Regions from separate parts of the Rattus norvegicus genome. Here region 1 is linked to region 2. The links are chromatin contacts, called in public Hi-C maps. All regions are on one chromosome and are shown on one strand. The core of a region is the stretch at or near the end of the contact, and the rest is flanking DNA. Distances in the headings are between cores, read along the strand shown.

Region 1 (5,881 bases), core at 2,417-4,916, 43 kb before region 2:
GACTAGCCAGGACAGAAAGCAAAGTGGAGAGTTTGGATTCCATTCTCTAGGAGAGAAGACTTAGCACAGGCCCCAGCAGTTACACTTGAGGCAGACATCCCCAGCTGACCCAGTGAGAACTTCAGGCAGCTGGTGCCACTCACTTGGCATCTTTCTAAGACCACATCTGCATCCCTGCCTGGGCTGCGGGCCACCTCTGGATTGCTTAAACATGCAAGAGAGGAAGAGGGGGCTGTTATAGGAGACCAGGTGACCAATGAGAAGGCCCAGCCCAGATCGGGGACACGCTGATATCCATCTTTGTCTCACCCCACACCCACAACCTGGGTCTTGAGGTGAATGTTTCTGGTTTTCTGAGAAATCCCCAGTGATGGTACAAGTTTGCACCCCCACCAACAATGGAGGAAAGAGGGTCCCTTGTACCACATCCTCGACAGCATGTGCTGTCCCTTGAGTTTTTGATCTTGGCCGTTCTGTGAGATGGAATCTCAGAGTCGATTTTGTTTGCATTTCCCTGGAGTTTGAGCATTTCTTTTTTTGCTTCTCTGGGATTGGGGAGTCCTCTGTTGAGAATTCTCTGTGTAGCTCTGCCCCCCATTTTTTAATTGGGTTATTTGGGTTGCTGGTGTCAAACTTCTTGAGTTCTTTATAAATTTTGGATATTAGTCCTCTGTTGATGTAGGAGAAGATCCTTTCCTGATCTGTAGGCTGCCATCTTGTCCTTTGCCATTCAGAAGCTTTTCAGTTTCACGAGGTCCCATTTATCAGTTGTTGATCTTAGAGCCTGAGCCACTAGTGTTCTGTTCAGGAGTTGTCTCCTGTACCAGTGAGTGAGTTCAAGGCTACTCCCCTCTTTCTGTTCTATTAGACTTACTGTATGTGGTTTTATGTTGAGGTCCTTGATCCACTTGGACTTGAGTTTTGTGCAGGTGATAGATAAGGATCCATTTGCAATCTTCTGCATGCAGGCATCCAGTTAGACCAGCACCATTGGTTGGAGATGTTTTCTTTTTCCATTGTATAGTTTTGCCTTCTTTATCAAGCATCGGTTATCCATAGGTGTGTGGGTTTATTTCAGGGTCTTCAATTTGATCCCACTTTCAACATGTCTTTTCCTATACCAGTACTGTGCAGTGTTTATCACTATTGCTCTGTAGCACAGCTTGGGGTCAGGGATGGTGATGCCTCAGGAAGTTCTTTTATTGTCCAGGGTCATTTTAGCTAGCCTGTTTTTGTTGTTGTTGTTGTTTGTTTGTTTGTTTTTTGTTTTGTTTTTGTTTTCCATATGAAGTTGGAAATTTGCTCTGCCAAGGTCTATTAAGAAATGTGTTGGAATTTTTATGGAAACTGCATTGGATCTATAAATTGTTCAGGGTCCTGGTGTGCACACTCACACCAAGCGCTCAAACGCTCGCTCTCTCTCTCTCTCTCTCTCTCTCTCTCTCTCTCTCTCTCTCCCCCTCCCTCCCTCCCTCTCCCGCCTCCCCCCCCCCTCTGGGCTTTTTCAATGAGGAGGTTGCTGTGTACCCGAATTTTCACTAACATGGTAGCCACAAGCCACACGTGGCCACTTAAGTTTAAATCAATCAAAATAAAAAAGATAAGTGTGTTCGGCAGTTGTAGAAGCCACGGTTTTAACCACACAGTAGCCCCACGAGGTTAGTGGTTCCTTAAATCACTTCCACCGTAGTAGAACGTTCCATTGGACAGTGCGGGTGTAGAGAAGGCACACTCAAGGAACCAGATGGTGTGGTCCACAATGACCCCCACCCCAGCGCCGGCCAATGTCATCCATCTGTGTGGTGCATCAACAGAGCTCAGAGAGGGAAAGTGGTAACAGCTTATCTCTGCCCTGAAAGGGCCAGTCTTCAAAGCGGGAATGTGGGAAACATGGAAGCCCAAAACTACTGCTGAGTGAGTCTAGCCAGCTCCGCAGGCCCCAGGAGAGAAGAGAGTGTACCGGTAAGGACTGGCTGGGACTTAACCATTTCCTTCAGGAGGAAACTGAGGCTGGGGGTGGGGGATGGGGGCGGGGGTGGCACGGGTGTGACTCTCACTCTGGCTGATGACTGGAAACTCATTCAGATGAATCAGAAATGTCACTTTGTAATTCCATGCCTGGTGCTCTCCGGAGTTATTGCTCAATGTCTTGGGTCAGGGCGGATTTAGTAGGCCTCTGCCAGTGCCCACCTCTGAGCACACGCGAGCCACAGGGAGTTTTCTGCAGTTGCGTATTTGATCCACCAGAGGGCGCAGGGGCAGCTGTCTCTTCAGAAGCGGGCCTGGCGGGGGTGGGGTGGGGTGATAGTGGGGTGGGGGATGGTGGGGCTGTGTGTGTGTGTGTGTTTGCGTGCGCGTGGAGCTAGACCCACCTCGGTGCCCAGCCTCGGGTGGGGAACCCTGAGCTCTTCTGGTCCCTTTTGGGGAAGGGGATTAGGTTAGAAGGTGGAGGCAGCGTTCGGGCTTCTTTGGGTCTGCAAGAAAGGCCTGAAGGATAGATAGGAAGGAATGTCCCTGGAACCCAAGAAGGTACAGGTCGGGAGGCTTAGAGGTGAGACACTCCCACAGTCTCTCTGAATTGTGATTTAACAGGTGGCCTGGGTCTCAGCACTTATCTACCCTTTTGGCCCTATCCTGGGCTGCTTTCCTGTCCTCGGATGACAAGAGGGAGATGTTTCTGAACAGCAGTTCTTTCTGCTCTAGTAATATCCAACTCCGCGGGTCCCTCTGTACTTGATACACCAGGATGTTTTCCGCCTCTGTGACTTTTGCACATGTTGTTCCCGCAGCCTGGGATACCCTTCTCCACTTCCTACCCATCAGCTGAGCAACTCCTACCCATCAGCTCCCATTCATCTGTCCAGATTCAGCCTAGGCCTGCAGGAGACATCCTTGTTAGGAGTTCCAGCAGCCGGACTGAGCTGCTGTGCACCACCTGAGGACAGGCACTGGTGAATGCGCCCGGAAAAGTGATTGCGAAGCAGAAAGCTTGGCGGCGGCAGAGATCAACTGTCTGGGTTGGCGGGTCACAGAGGCTGGAGGAGACTCCTGACACCAGCCCAGACTCCCACCAGCTGCTGATGTGCCCAGCTCCTAGTGCAGAGCCTCTCCCTACCGCTGCCGTGCAAGGAGACCCCCTTGCAGGTGGTGGCGGTGGTGGTGGTGGTGGTGGGTGGGTGTGTTTGATGCAGAGCCAGGAAGGCCTTAGGAAGTTTCTCTGTGTGGCCATAGAGCCCAGTATCCTCCCGGGGATGGGGTAAGGCAACGAGAGGTAGCCAAGTGCCTTGGTTTGGAGGCAGGGAGAATTGAGAGACGCCGCGAACTCTGTGTTAACGCTGTGTTAACTTTGAGCAAGCACTCTGCTCACCCACCTCAGCTGCCCCGCCTGCAAAATGGGAACGCAGCAGCCCCACCGCAGTGCTCTCCAGTGGTTAGGCGCGGAACACCGGGTCAGGGAGTAGGCGGAAAGGGGTGCAGGGAGGTGGGGGGATTGGGGATGAGGTTGTCCTCGAGTGGGGCGCTGCACCCGGGGCAACTTAGCCTCCAGCTGTTGAATGAACTGGAGGAGGCAGTAGTGGGGTGAACTGAGACACAGCCTGGAGAGAGGTGGCCGAGGCGGGGCGGGGCCGGGGGGCGCGCTCGGCGGGTGCCCGGGGCTTGGCGGTCCGCGGTGCAGCCACCTCACAGGGCGCTGCAGCTGCAGTAGCGCCAGAGCCCAGCGCGGCCCCCGCCTCGTGGCGTGTGTCTGGGAGCGCGCTTGTGGCTGTGGAAGCAGACGGCGGAGGGGCAGGAGGGTCTGCAGCGGAGAGGCCTGTGAAGGGATCCGGCTACAGAGCCGGACGGACGGACAGACGCAGTGATCACCATCCCCTGAAGTCCTCCGCCCAGCACCCGGGCCCTCTGCGGGCTGCAGCCCTGCGCGGCGGGAGGCGGGGGTGGCAGTGTCTGCGCGCACACGCACGCTCACAGACACACACGCCCGGGCCACGCCACAGACACACGACACGCACAGAGCCACGGCCGGCCGCCGCGCACACTCGCACCCGCGCTCACGCTCGCTCTCCGGCGCAGGCCCCGCAGCAGCCGCTGCCCGGAGGCGGTGGCATCCCTCTCGGATCCCAGTCGGGACTGGAGGTGAGTGGATTCCTCCGGATCCGAGCGCTGCAGGCGGCTGGCGGAGACCCTGGGAATCCGTGCTGAGCTGAGGGCTCCCTGGCCGCCAGCGGGGGTGGGGCTTGGAAAGGGACCCGGGAGCAGAGATGAGCCAGGGAGAGCCACTCCGGGTTCTTCTTGGTCTGGGGATCCCCGTAAGACCCCCAAGGGACCACCCTGCGCAAGGTGGTGGGGGAGAGGCTGGGCGGAGGCTTGGTGGGAGGGCAGGGAGGACGAGCGTCGAGGTGAACATTTTCCCGGTGGTGATGCAGAAGCTTGGTGGAGGACGGTTTTGCTAGCCAGTGCCACACCGCACCTATCTGGCCCCCATTTTGGCGAACCAGAGCTCCAGCCCGCTTTTCACTGAGTCGTGGCGGGTCAAGGAATTCATCTCACTGGTAAGGGGGGTGGGGTGGGGGTTAACGGGGTGGCTAGATGGCTGGCCTAGGAGGAGAGGACCGGGCATGCGGCTAGTCCCCTTATCTCTCAGGGGCACTGTGAATTTAGTAGGGGAACCAGAGTTAGGGTACACTGGAACCCTTGCAAGGGCTTGGATTTTTTTTTTCTCGGCAGGGCTGGTGTGGGACAAGCACAGAAGCACCAGCATAAATCGACAGACTGCAGCTCTGACTGAGCCCCACCACTGCCTAGTGGTGTGTGTGTGTGTGTGTGTGTGTGTGTGTGTGTGTGTGTGTAGACTGCTACTGGCTAGGAGGGGGCAGAAGGTGGGTGTGTTGGCTGGTGGGGTGGTATATGCATGTGAGAAGGGATGTCTGTTGACTCAGGATAGATCCCCCACTGCCACACAGACATAGACACACACACACACACACACACACACACACACACACACACACACACACAATCTGTGGCCCAGCAGGGCTTCCTTGGAATGTTTGGAGGGGATAGAGCTTGTGTGTGTCTGTGCGTCTCTCTGTGTGAATCTGCGTACTTGGAAAGATTGTGTGGAGGACAGAGGCTGCGAGGCCTCTGTGTGTCAGGCATGACCAAGGAGAATGAGCCAGGGACACTGCTTGGAATCTCAGTCAGCTTCGAATACATGTGGTACTTAAAGGCACTTCTCAGGGCTCTGCACTCTGCCTACCCTGCAGCCAGTTCCTTGCTGAGAGATACAGGTGTTGGACCAATGTGTGTGTGTGTGTGTGTGTGTGTGTGTGTGTGTGTGTGTGTGTCTGTGTCTGTGTGTTGAGCGCGCGTGCATTTGTGTGCGCGTGCTCTTGTGTCCGGCTGCGGATGTCACTGCCAGCAGGCCAGGCTGTGGGAGGAGAAGCTGGGGGAAGGGGCAGCTGCCGGCGGTACCTGGAGAAATGTAGTGGAAGCTGCAGCTCTGGCTGTTGGCTTCGATGACGGAGGAGGGGCATCTCAACACCCGGAGCTGCATCACGAGGGCTAGGCATGTTTGCCTCTGTGTGTGTGTGTGTGTGTGTGTGTGTGTGTGTGTGTGTGTGTGTGTGTTTGGCTCAAACTGTTTATGTAGCCTGTGGACACCTGTGGGACATGTCTAGATCCACAGTGGGCTTGTACATGCGTGTAAATGTTGTCTGGTATGTGGGTGAACTCACACTGGTGCTGTCTTAGGTATCTCTGGGCCTTACTGTCACGCATGGGGGACAGGGGAACCTCTGGGCCAATAGTCTTTAGGCAGGAAAAGAAGAGTAGAGAGACGTGGGGAGAAAGAAATGTGTGTGATGTCAGTGAGAACCTTGGG
Region 2 (5,619 bases), core at 1,133-3,632:
GATTCATGGGAAGAGACATCGCACAGCCTGTAGCTGGCCAGACTGCTCTTTGCCGATGCTGCACAGATCTGAGATGTGTTCCCTGCCTGTGCTGGCGTGTCTGTTGCTGCATGGCTCCTAAGCTGCCCCTGGGGCTCAGCATGGTCATTATCGGGCTCTCGGCAGCCGCTTTCACGCTTCCCTCCTCCTTCTGACATGCTCTTACGTGTGTTCTCACGCTTCCCTCCTCCTTTTGACATGCTCTTAGATGTGTTCTCACGCTTCCCTCCTCCGACATGCTCTTACGTGTGTTCTCACGCTTCCCTCCTCCTTCTGACATGCTCTTAGATGTGTTCTCACGCTTTCCTCCTCCTGACATGCTCTTACGTGTGTTCTCACGCTTCCCTCCTCCTTTTGACATGCTCTTAGATGTGTTCTCACGCTTCCCTCCTCCGACATGCTCTTACGTGTGTTCTCACGCTTCCCTCCTCCTTCTGACATGCTCTTAGATGTGTTCTCACGCTTCCCTCCTCCGACATGCTCTTACGTGTGTTCTCACGCTTCCCTCCTCCTTCTGACATGCTCTTACGTGTGTTCTCACGCTTCCCTCCTCCTTCTGACATGCTCTTACGTGTGTTCTCACGCTTCCCTCCTCCTTCTGACATGCTCTTAGATGTGTTCTCACGCTTTCCTCCTCCTGACATGCTCTTACGTGTGTTCTCACGCTTCCTTCCTCCTTCTGACATGCTCTTAGATCTGTTTGGGGGCTTAGCTTGGTCCAGTCTCTGTCTCCTTGGGTCTTGGGAGGTAGGCAGCAGGTACACGGGTCATACCCAAGCCTGTCACCTCCCTCCCTGTGGTCAGTCCTGTTGGACGTGCTTGTTTGTCTCCATAGCTTCCTTTCTCCTTCCTCCCAGGGATGTTTGTGTTCCAGGAGCACCCTCCTAGGAGCACGGGAGGCTGACCTTGTATATTTGACCCTGAGACCCTCACACCCATCCCCTGCACACCTGCACCTTGATCTGGCGAGCAGCTGGGCAGGGGGCCAAGTGCTGCAGTCAGCGCCTTTGTGGCCTTGTCCTTCCCGTGGCTGCACCAGGCCTCAACGGGTGGTGGGCAGACAGCCCAGGATGAGGACAGGGCAACTGACGCATACGGGACACTGTGCTGGGAGCCTCCTCCCCACCGTGCATGCGTCACAGGGAGAGTAGGCGCTGGGCCCCAGCCCAAACCAGCCTGGGGAGCAGAGGAGCAGGAGAGGGCCACTTCAGGGTCACCTTGAGGGCTGGGGGGGGACACTATGGGGCATTCCGCCTACCCTTGCCTGATTGGAAGGGCAGAGCCGGGGAACCAGCGCACCTCTCCAAACCAGGGCCGTTTTCTGCCCCCTCTCTTGGCTCCTTCCTATCCTCTGCCTCACCTGGGCTTTCCTCAGCTGTGGGCTAAAGTGATGTGTTAGCTTAGATCTGAGCAGGGGGAGGGGCTCTGTGTATGGCTGGTGGTGTAAGCATGTGCGCACACACACATGTATGAGCAACATACATGTGCTTAGGTAGCATTGAGTGGGGAGTAATTGGCTGCGTTTCCAAGGCCACAGACAAGAATGCCTGCCACCGTTGCACACACCAGCATGTGGCCCCATGGTTAACCATTGCTGTCCTGTGTGCACACACATACTCCTGCGTCTGTGCCAACCTGCATGCCATCTCGGTGTATACATCAGTGCCCTTGTGTCTGCACCGAGCCAGCTGCACACCTGTGTGTGCACCTGCATATCAATGTGGTCCCCAGACTGAGGGTGAACCACTATTACAGGCCGAGGGCTCTCAGACAGGCTGGTTCCTGCTTCTCAAGACAGCAACTGAGAGAGGACTTACCCCCCTCCACGACGATCTGGCTGCTGGTGGGAAATGGAGGCTATGTGTCAGAGGAGCCAAAGTCTTCGGCTATGAGAGCGTTGTGTGGTGTGGGTGAGGGTGGAGGACTGTCAGCTGCCTGGGCAGCCTTGTGACTCCCACACTTGGCCCCACAGTGGGGAGAAAGGTATGTCAGGCTGGCCTCTAAGGTTCCCGTCCTGCTACAGAGCCAGCCTTTGATCCAGGTTAGACCTTATCACCTAGCTCTGCGGCATGCACGGCCCCTGGAGCCTCCTCTGGGTGCATTCACATGCCTCCCTCCCTTTTCTCCTCTGCTGCTCACAGCTTTAAATTGGCTTCACTTTAACACAAAGTCTAGACATTTTTTTTTTTCAAAGCGCTCTTTCCTAGAGTCTCCCTGGAGGAGGAGCAGGGGGTGGAGGTGGCTCTTGTGGACACTGTTGTGGCTTTCCGGAACAAATGTGGATCTCTCTGACCACCTTTTGTCCTTGCTGGAATGCAACTGTCTAGGGCCATCATAGTTTCTGGAGTCTGGAGTGCAGGGTGTGAGCTGGCGCCAGGTCTGGCTGTGTGCAGCTTGCACGGTACCCAGCCAAATCTCCCCAGCGCTTTGGAACTTGGTTTCCTCATGGGCAAGTAAAGGATGAATCAGATGGGCTACGGGCTGTGACCCCCCGCTGCTGCTCAGTCTTCTGTGTCCCAGGATGAGCAGCCAAATTGCACCTTGACACTTCCCATCAAACGGCCCAGGAAAGGGCTGCTGGCTTCCCCCACACTGCAGGAGTGAGGTAGCTAAGAGACAGTGCTGTTTACCCAGCTCATCAGGCGGACAGGGCCCCTTGGCTCCATGGTGACTGTCAGTGTCTTAGGAACCTTGATCCTGACCCAGCTTTGCTGTGTTACTTGGTACAAAGCCTCATCCTTCTCTGACTCCAGAAGGACGTGAGGTGGTCCCAAGTCCTGAACCCCCTTTGGAATTCATGCACCTTCCCCAGCAGTCTTCTGCTAGGGAGTGGGCTAGAGTTCTTCACTCTTGCCCCTCCTCCTTTGGCTTAGTCCTGCCCACAGAACCAGCCCTCCTTCTGCAGAGACCCTGGCCCTTACACCCCCACCACAAGGGAGGCCCACTGCCAGCCCGTTCTGCTCCCCTCCCCCATGGAAGCTGAGACAAGGGAATTATTTTTGGAACAAGAGCAGTTACACAACAAATGAATTATTTATCTTTGGGCATGGAGAACGAGGCATTTCACTGGGCTTCTTAATTCTTATCCGGATTTGGGGGTGCCCACTTGGATGTGTGGACATGTCTGTCATGTACACAGATGGTAGGGAGGTGTGTGTGTGTGTATGTGTGTGTGTGTGTGTGTGTGTGTGTGTGTGTGTGCCTCCCATGTGTAGCCCATGCAGCTTTGGATTCATGGGCTTTGTGCAGGCCAGCAGTTGCATGTGGACACTGCGTGCCAAGTATGCACTGGAGGGTGGGTGGCCATGCGCTTGTGCCCACCCGATCCTCTCCAATCTTCCTCCTCTGTCTTGGTGCTCAGTCCGCCCCTACACACGGTAACTCTCCCGAGTCTCTCCTTCCCGCCTTGTCACCCTAGCCTTCCTTTGCTTTATGGAAGCAGGGGTCCTGGGGTCCTTGCTGGCACAAGAGTCCTTGGTTCTAAAAGGGTATAAAAGAGGGATGGGGGAGTATGCTGGACCCTGAAGGGGTGGGTCCAGCCCCTCATGCTAATCTGTCACCATCTTTTGATGCTACCTTGCAGGGACAGATGGACTTCTTCCTGTCTCCATTGCTCAGCATCCCTCAGTGTTACACTCCTGCTTCCTGTGGGAACTGCCTGAAGGTCTGAGCCTGGAACCCAAGGGGAAGGGGAAGGAAGAGGAGGAAGAAGAAGACGTCAAAGCCTGAAACCCTGCATACCTTTCCAGCAGGAACCTGGAGTCACAACACCCACTGCCTGCTGCTCGTAGCCCTTCAGAGCAGCAGGCGCCAGCTGTTCCCGTCCTGCCCAAGGCCCCCATGCTGGGGGTCACCCCCAAGATGGTGGCAGCTCCGGGGAGGACTGTGCTACCAGCTCCAGCCTCTGGCTGCTAGGCCTCTCTGTGCTCTGGCCCTTCACCCCAGCGGGGCCTCTAAGGGGCCAAAGCCTGGGCCATGCTGCGCCTGGGGCTGTGTGCAGCAGCGCTGCTGTGTGTGTGTCAGCCAGGTGCTGTGCACGCGGACTGCTGGCTCATCGAGGGGGACAAGGGCTACGTGTGGCTGGCCATCTGCAGCCAGAACCAGCCGCCATATGAGACCATCCCCCAGCACATCAACAGCACTGTGCATGACCTGCGTCTCAACGAGAATAAGCTCAAGGCCGTGCTCTATTCCTCACTCAATCGCTTCGGGAACCTCACGGACCTCAACCTCACCAAGAATGAGATTTCCTATATTGAGGATGGTGCCTTCCTGGGCCAGACGAGCCTGCAGGTCCTGCAGCTGGGCTACAACCGGCTCAGCAACCTGACTGAGGGGATGCTGCGAGGCATGAGCCGCCTGCAGTTCCTCTTCGTCCAGCACAACCTCATTGAGGTGGTGACGCCCACCGCCTTCTCCGAGTGCCCCAGCCTCATCAGCATTGACCTGTCCTCCAACCGCCTCAGCCGTCTGGATGGCGCCACCTTTGCCAGCCTGGCCAGTCTGATGGTGTGTGAGCTGGCCGGCAACCCCTTTAACTGTGAGTGTGACCTCTTCGGCTTCCTAGCCTGGCTTGTGGTCTTCAACAATGTCACCAAGAACTACGACCGCCTGCAGTGTGAGTCACCGAGGGAGTTTGCTGGCTACCCACTGCTGGTGCCTCGACCTTACCACAGCCTCAATGCCATTACCGTCCTGCAGGCCAAGTGCCGCAATGGCTCAATGCCTGCCCGGCCTGTGAGTCACCCCACACCCTATTCCACGGATGCTCAGAGGGAGCCTGATGAGAACTCAGGCTTCAATCCTGACGAAATCCTCTCAGTGGAGCCGCCGGCCTCGTCCACCACGGATGCATCTGCTGGGCCAGCCATCAAGCTGCACCAAGTCACCTTCACCTCGGCCACCTTGGTTGTCATCATCCCACACCCTTACAGCAAGATGTATGTGCTGGTCCAGTACAACAACAGCTACTTCTCTGATGTCATGACCCTCAAGAACAAGAAGGAGATCGTGACGCTGGACAAGCTTCGGGCGCACACCGAGTACACCTTCTGTGTCACCTCGCTGCGTAACAGCCGCCGCTTCAACCACACCTGTCTGACCTTCACCACTCGGGACCTTGTGCCTGGGGATCAGGTCCCCAGCACCTCCACCACCACGCACTATATCATGACCATCCTGGGCTGCCTGTTTGGCATGGTCATCGTGCTGGGGGCTGTCTACTACTGCCTGCGCAAGCGGCGCATGCAAGAGGAGCAGCAGAAGTCCGTCAACGTCAAGAAGACTATCTTAGAGATGCGCTATGGTGCCGATGTGGATGCTGGCTCCATAGTGCATGCTGCACAAAAGCTGGTTGAGCCACCGGTACTGCCCGTGGCCAGAATGTCCTCTATTCCCTCCATGATTGGGGAGAAACTGCCCGCCTCCAAGGGTCTGGAGGCCGGGCTAGACACACCCAAGGTGGCTACCAAAGGCAACTATATTGAGGTGCGCACAGGTGCTGCAGGGGACAGCCTGGCCCGGCCTGAGGATGATCTCCCAGAAATCGAGAACGGCCAGGGCTCGGCAGCTGAGATCTCC

The links. A called contact is a pair of places that touch in the nucleus more often than the background predicts.
Region 1: a Hi-C map of frontal cortex shows a contact between it and region 2, with 2.2 times the contacts expected there. The contact joins the promoter of Elfn2 here to the enhancer-like site in region 2. A contact is called at or near these places in 2 of 12 Hi-C or Micro-C datasets (frontal cortex and hepatocytes).

What each region holds. Positions count from the first base shown.
Region 1 is chr7:112,151,065-112,156,945 of GRCr8, reverse strand. It overlaps Elfn2 (extracellular leucine-rich repeat and fibronectin type III domain containing 2), which reads left to right and starts at 3,666. Exons shown (of 2, transcript XM_006242041.5): 1 at 3,666-4,134.
Region 2 is chr7:112,107,339-112,112,957 of GRCr8, reverse strand. It overlaps Elfn2 (extracellular leucine-rich repeat and fibronectin type III domain containing 2), which reads left to right. Exons shown (of 2, transcript XM_006242041.5): 2 at 3,623-5,619. The coding sequence starts at 4,015. LOC102549375 (a long non-coding RNA gene) reads right to left here. Exons shown (of 4, transcript XR_593647.4): 2 at 3,616-3,711; 3 at 1-3,519. Among named protein-coding and RNA genes, the nearest start is that of Elfn2, 43 kb to the left of the region's middle. Within about 2 kb of position 2,382, at least 31 of the 93 cell types and tissues checked have an H3K27ac peak or open chromatin away from gene starts, as enhancers often do.